Regions from separate parts of the Hordeum vulgare genome. Here region 1 is linked to region 2. A link is a contact called in public Hi-C data. All regions are on one chromosome and are shown on one strand. The core of a region is the stretch at or near the end of the contact, and the rest is flanking DNA. Distances in the headings are between cores, read along the strand shown. Region 1 holds the start of LOC123440632 (S-norcoclaurine synthase 1-like). Region 2 overlaps LOC123445129 (inactive protein kinase SELMODRAFT_444075-like).

Region 1 (2,700 bases), core at 195-2,694, 57 kb before region 2:
TGATAAACATAACTTTTAGCGCGCGGGGGACGAAATCGCACGCTTCAGCGGACGCGGTAAAAAAACGCGCGCGGTAAACTTTTGCGCGTGTGCAAGAGAAAAGCGGGCGGCTGCCCACACAGCCACGCGCCTCTCCCTCACCGCTTTCTCGACTCTTCCTCTGCCGCTCCCTCGCCGCTCCCTCTGCCACCATGCTGCCACGCCGCCGTTCATCCTCGGGCTACCGCGGCGTCCGCGAGCGCCCCTCCGGCACCTACTACGCCGAGATCCGGTCCAGCGATGTCCGCGAGCGCCCCTCCGGCACCTACTACGCCGAGGTCCGGTCCGGTGACGTCCGCCTCGGCCTCGACACGTTCGAGATAGCGCACGAGGCCGCCCGCGCGTACGACGCGGCCGCGTGGCGACTAGGGCGGCCTCGCGCACAGATGAACTTCCACGACGTCTACACGCGCGAGCAGGCGCAGAACCTCGCCCCTCCCCCTCGTCTGATCACGGAGCAAGACCGTCACGAGCACCGTCGGCAGCAGCGCCGGCTCTTCGTCGTCGAGGAGGACGAGTGAGCCATGACGGAATGGCGCTGGCGCCACCCGAAGGACGTCGCCAACGAGAATGCCTGGGCGGAGAGGACGGAAAGGCGTCTCGCGGAGCGGCAGGACAGGCGTCGGCACAAATTACTCGCCATATCGCAGTGCGGGGCCGTCCAAAGCGGTTTGCCGCCCATCTTCACCTCCGACGATGAACATTGGGAGGACGCGTTTCTATCTACCTTCGACAACACCTACAGTGACGACTCGAATTAGTTTTATATCTATATATACTAGTTTTAATATCTATGTGTTGAAATAGTTTTATCTATATGTACTATATTATCTATATGTTTTTATCTATACGACAACCATGAACTATATGCATGTTGGACAAGTTTTGGGTGTTAGAGCACCGCACACGCGCTAAATTTGCAGCGGTTGTTGAAGCACCGCACGCGCGCTAAATATGTTGCGAGCGCTGTAGCCGCGTTGGTCGGCGTCATAAAAAAAGTTAACCGGACGCTGTATATAAGTTTTTTGGACGCCGGTCAAAGCGCGCATGCTGAAGATGCTTTTAGTATTGTGTTCGAATAAGTAAATAAAAAATAATGTTCATTATGAAAAGATCAGTTTTCTCTCTCTTTTCTTACATTTAGTTGTTGTTACTAGGTCATTCCGCCGTCCGAAGAAGGAATGAATACATCTAAATATATGTATTTTATTCTTAAATATATTTATAAATTTTTTTGATAAGTATTTTTGGATGAAGGGAGCATTGAGCAGCATACGATAGGAGCTGGCACGAGGAATATGACGGCCGAGAGCGGCACTGCACCAGTTCCTTCTAGACGGCGCAAAGCTTGTAGCACGCGGGCGGCCGTGGTGTGATTTCCTTCTCCTCTTTACAAGCAAACAAAGCGGCAGTAGCTGCCGCGTCGGTATCTCAGACTTTTGTGTTGGCATGCATTTGCACAACAGCTCAATTAAACTACGGCAATCTACGTAGGTAGCAGTTTTGTTGGTGGATCTCGTCTCCTTCTTCAACGTGGCGAGCGCCACGAGCACAGTACTCCGGACAAGACCAAACTTGCCGGCCGGCCGGCCGCCTTAATTTCACCTGCAACTGCAAGATAAATCAGTGACGAGGTGAGCAGCGAGCAAGCACAAGAATCTATCCACCTGAAGATGATGGACGACCCCAAGCCACGGAACCTCGGCGGCTCGCTGCCCGTGCCCAACGTGCAGGACCTCGCCGGCCGCCCCGATGAGCTCGCGGTCACGCCGACTCTACTCCGCCGCTACGTGCGGGCTCAGCCCAACACGGTCGACCTGCGCCCCGACGCCCCTGCCGGCGAAGAACAGGAGCACGTCCCCGTCGTCGACCTTCGCCGGCTCCTCGGTCCGGACGAGGACGGCCTCGCCGGCGGGCGGGACGAGGAGGCCGCCAGGCTGCGGTCGGCCTGCGAGGACTGGGGGTTCTTCCAGGTGGTGAACCACGGGATACCCGAGGAGACCCTGGAGGAGATGAAGAGGAGCGTCATGGGCTTCTTCGCGCTCCCGCTGGCGGAGAAGGCGGCCCTCGCGCAGGAGCCCGGCGAGATCGAGGGGTACGGCCAGGCGTTCGTCGTCTCGGAGGAGCAGACGCTCGACTGGGCGGACATGTTCTTCCTCCTCACGCAGCCGCCCAGCTACCGCGACCTCCGCCTCTGGCCGTCCAAACCTTCCACGTTCAAGTAAGCCAGTATCATGTCATCGTCAAGCTTCCGCACGTAGCCATGAAAGGTAGCCACCGTCTCGTGATTAGCACGAGCTCCCGGTTGATTTGATTTGTTTGCTGTGGCAGGAATTGCTTGGAGAAGTACTGTACGGAGGTGCAAAGGGTGGCGGGCGAGCTGCTGGGAGCCATGGCGGAGAACCTGGGCGTGAAGGACCACGCGAGCATGACGAGGCTCGCCGCGGCGCAGGCAGTGAGGATGAACTACTACCCGCCATGCCCGGAGGCGCACGTGGACAGCGTGCTGGGCCTGTCGCCGCACTCGGACGCCGTCGGGCTGACGCTGCTGCTGCAGGTGAGCCAGGTCCCCGGGCTGCAGATCAGGAGGAAAGGCGGCTGGGTCCCGGTCGCGCCGCTCCCCGGCGCCCTCGTCGTCAACGTCGGCGACGTGGTCGAGGT
Region 2 (2,700 bases), core at 29-2,528:
GGTGTATCCTTGCATGCGGCATTACAGTCTAATGAAAATGAAGATGACGAATCTGGTTAGTCTTTTGCTATAATTTTGTGTTTTCCCTTAGATCCATACTTGTGATAGCCTAACTTTTCCTCTTCGCTTTTATGTAGAAATGAGTGCTCGATTCTGCGTCTGTATTAGATAGTACTATTGTTATAGGTTACAAACACGCCCTGCGATATTCAACTCAATATTACATGGCAAGCGTCTATTTCAGCAGTTTACGGTCGATATGTATATCAAGGTCAAGGGCACTAGACTAGATTTGGGTGTACGTGTCGTTAAAAATCTGTTCGGTGCTTTTATAATTGTTGATGTAACTGAAGCTGAGTTTCACCTACAACGTGAAATCTTATGGTGGTGTAATGCCAACACAACTTCACATGAGAAATCAAATTGGTGTGTTTTCTGGGCCAATGATAAATGTAACTTCGATGCATGATGCATTTGAAAATAGTTGCCCAGATGCATATAACTCTGTTATTCTTTTATGTGTCTAAAGCCTAACCATATCTTGACAAAAAGATGCAGTACTACATTTGATTTATACTTTTTTTTATTCCATTTCATTTTATGTGATTTCGTAGCATAGCACGGGCATCTTACTAGTTAGGTGAAAAGATAGAGTGTACAACCGTAGATTATAGTTTGACATTGTCAGGGGCTCTGTTTGGATCCATGGGTTAGAGTTAGAGTTGGTTAGATTGGACCAATCTAACTTCAAAACATCCAAACATGGAGGGTTAGAGTTGGTTAGATGCATCTAACCCATCAAAAAAACTAACCCATCCAAGAGGTGCTTATTTGGGTTAGAGTTGGGTTGGGCCCAAAAAAAAGTTACTTTTCTCTCTACCTCCACCACACCAAATCCTTGATAAAGGAGCCAAATGATTGAAAAAGGTTCATTTATTGACAATCTAACCCTTCCATCCAAACACCTCTTTGGTTAGAGTTAGTTTAGGGTTAATCCAGGGTTAGAGTTAGTTTAGGGTTAATCCAGGGTTAGAATCTAACTCTAACCTCTAACCGAGTTAGAGTATCCAAACAGGGCCAGGGAGAGCAATCAGCTATATACTTGTACACCATTTGTCATCAAGTCCACTCCAGGTTTACAATACCTCAAAATCCTACTCTTAATTAACTCTACTCATCAGGAAGTATTGATGTTGTCCAATTGCATCCGCCATCCAGTCAATCGCCATGGCATCTCATTCGTTCCAACCCAAATCATGGGAGCAGTTCGGCCGCCTAATGATGGTCGCCAACTTGCAGGGCCCGGAAAGGGACGGCGGATAGCAACCCGCATTGTCTGTTCACTGCTTTTGAGCACGATTTATTCGTTCATTGCTAATTCATCACCAGAATTTGATCCGTGCCCCCATCAGGCAGCACAATTCCGGCAGAAACTCGGATCTAAGCAGCGTGCAGTGGCGTCCATCCAGCAGCTCATCATATCGGGAAGAATTTTCTGCTAGTCTGTCCACATCATTTTCTGAGTAGCACCCATCGCTTTCGCCCGAAAGGGCAAAGCTGATGGAGAAAGTAAACGAAAACAGGCGCCTAAGCTGCACATGGTAGCTTCAATTCGTTGAGATGCTGCAACAGATTTTTCTTCTTCTTCTTCTTCTTTCCGTGACCCAGGCCGAGAAAGCGCTTCAACGGAAAAAAGGTCGCGGCGCGACGTCTCGTCCTGCATCCTTTCCTGCAGATCAGACTATTCGACAGCCACAAACCCAAAGAAGAACAGTAGCTGGCAAAGATGAGGGACAGGGAGCACAAACTCAGAAAATCAACCCGAGTAGAAGTAGAACGGCATTTCATTTACAAAGATAAGCACGATAAAAAAGAAGGGAACTAGTAATTCCCTACGTACACACCATTTTATGCATGGAAGAACAAAACAGAAGGGGGGGAGAAAGGAGAAAACAGGGGAGCAGACAGTAACATGTGTTGCCATTTCACCGGTGAGAGCCAGATATATCCTTCTGCGCGCAACATAGGAACTTCAGTGATGAAATCGGTATTCAGGAATTTCCTCGGGACTGTTTCTTCACTTTGTAAAATGTGAGTGGTAAGGTCGCGGTGGCACATCCTTGCTGACTAGTGTTCGACTCTTGTCTAGAGCGAACATCGGATATCTCATCCGGGTGAGCTCTGCCTTCAATGTAGTGTCCACAGAGCTAGCTACTCCTCCGTAGGATCTCAATTTTTCTTCTACTTTGTAAAATGTGGGATGAATTGTCGGGACAAATCCCTGATGTGCTCATTCTCTGTCTCGATAAGACGAACTACCTCCCCCATAGAAGGCCGCTGTTCCGGGTTTGTCCTGACACAGAGATACGCTGCTCTGGCTAGATGATACAGCCCATACGTGTCATACGTATCTGCAATGCGCTCATCGATTAGATCGTGCAGTGCAAGACTCTCGACCAAAGGCTCCGCCTGAAAATTTATAGAGGTCCAAGGAATTGAATACTGTAAGTATACTGTAAGGCGTTGGCAAATGAAAAATAGAAGAGTTTACTAAAAAGAATACCCATTGCAATATGTGTGTGCACTGTCCTTCACGTTCCTCAAGCACCTTGCGACCCGATATCAGCTGGAAAAGAACGATCCCGAAGGCATACACATCTGTTCTGACAGAAACTATGCTATATTCAGCATACTCAGGCG

What was found. A called contact is a pair of places that touch in the nucleus more often than the background predicts.
Region 1: a contact with region 2 is called in a Hi-C map of leaf, with 2.2 times the contacts expected there. The contact joins the promoter of LOC123440632 here to the enhancer-like site in region 2. A contact is called at or near these places in 2 of 6 Hi-C or Micro-C datasets (leaf and seedling) and 1 of 1 datasets of contacts at active chromatin or transcription factors (embryo).

Annotation. Positions count from the first base shown.
Region 1 is chr3H:564,668,929-564,671,628 of MorexV3_pseudomolecules_assembly, reverse strand. LOC123440632 (S-norcoclaurine synthase 1-like) reads left to right here and starts at 1,444. Exons shown (of 2, transcript XM_045117196.1): 1 at 1,444-2,260; 2 at 2,371-2,700. The coding sequence starts at 1,713.
Region 2 is chr3H:564,611,304-564,614,003 of MorexV3_pseudomolecules_assembly, reverse strand. LOC123445129 (inactive protein kinase SELMODRAFT_444075-like) reads right to left here. Exons shown (of 9, transcript XM_045122069.1): 8 at 2,564-2,700; 9 at 1,809-2,469. The coding sequence ends at 2,242. Among protein-coding and RNA genes, the nearest start is that of LOC123445129, 5.0 kb to the right of the region's middle. Within about 2 kb of position 1,278, at least 3 of the 3 cell types and tissues checked have open chromatin away from gene starts, as enhancers often do. A contact at or near this core is called in leaf and seedling, where this site is marked.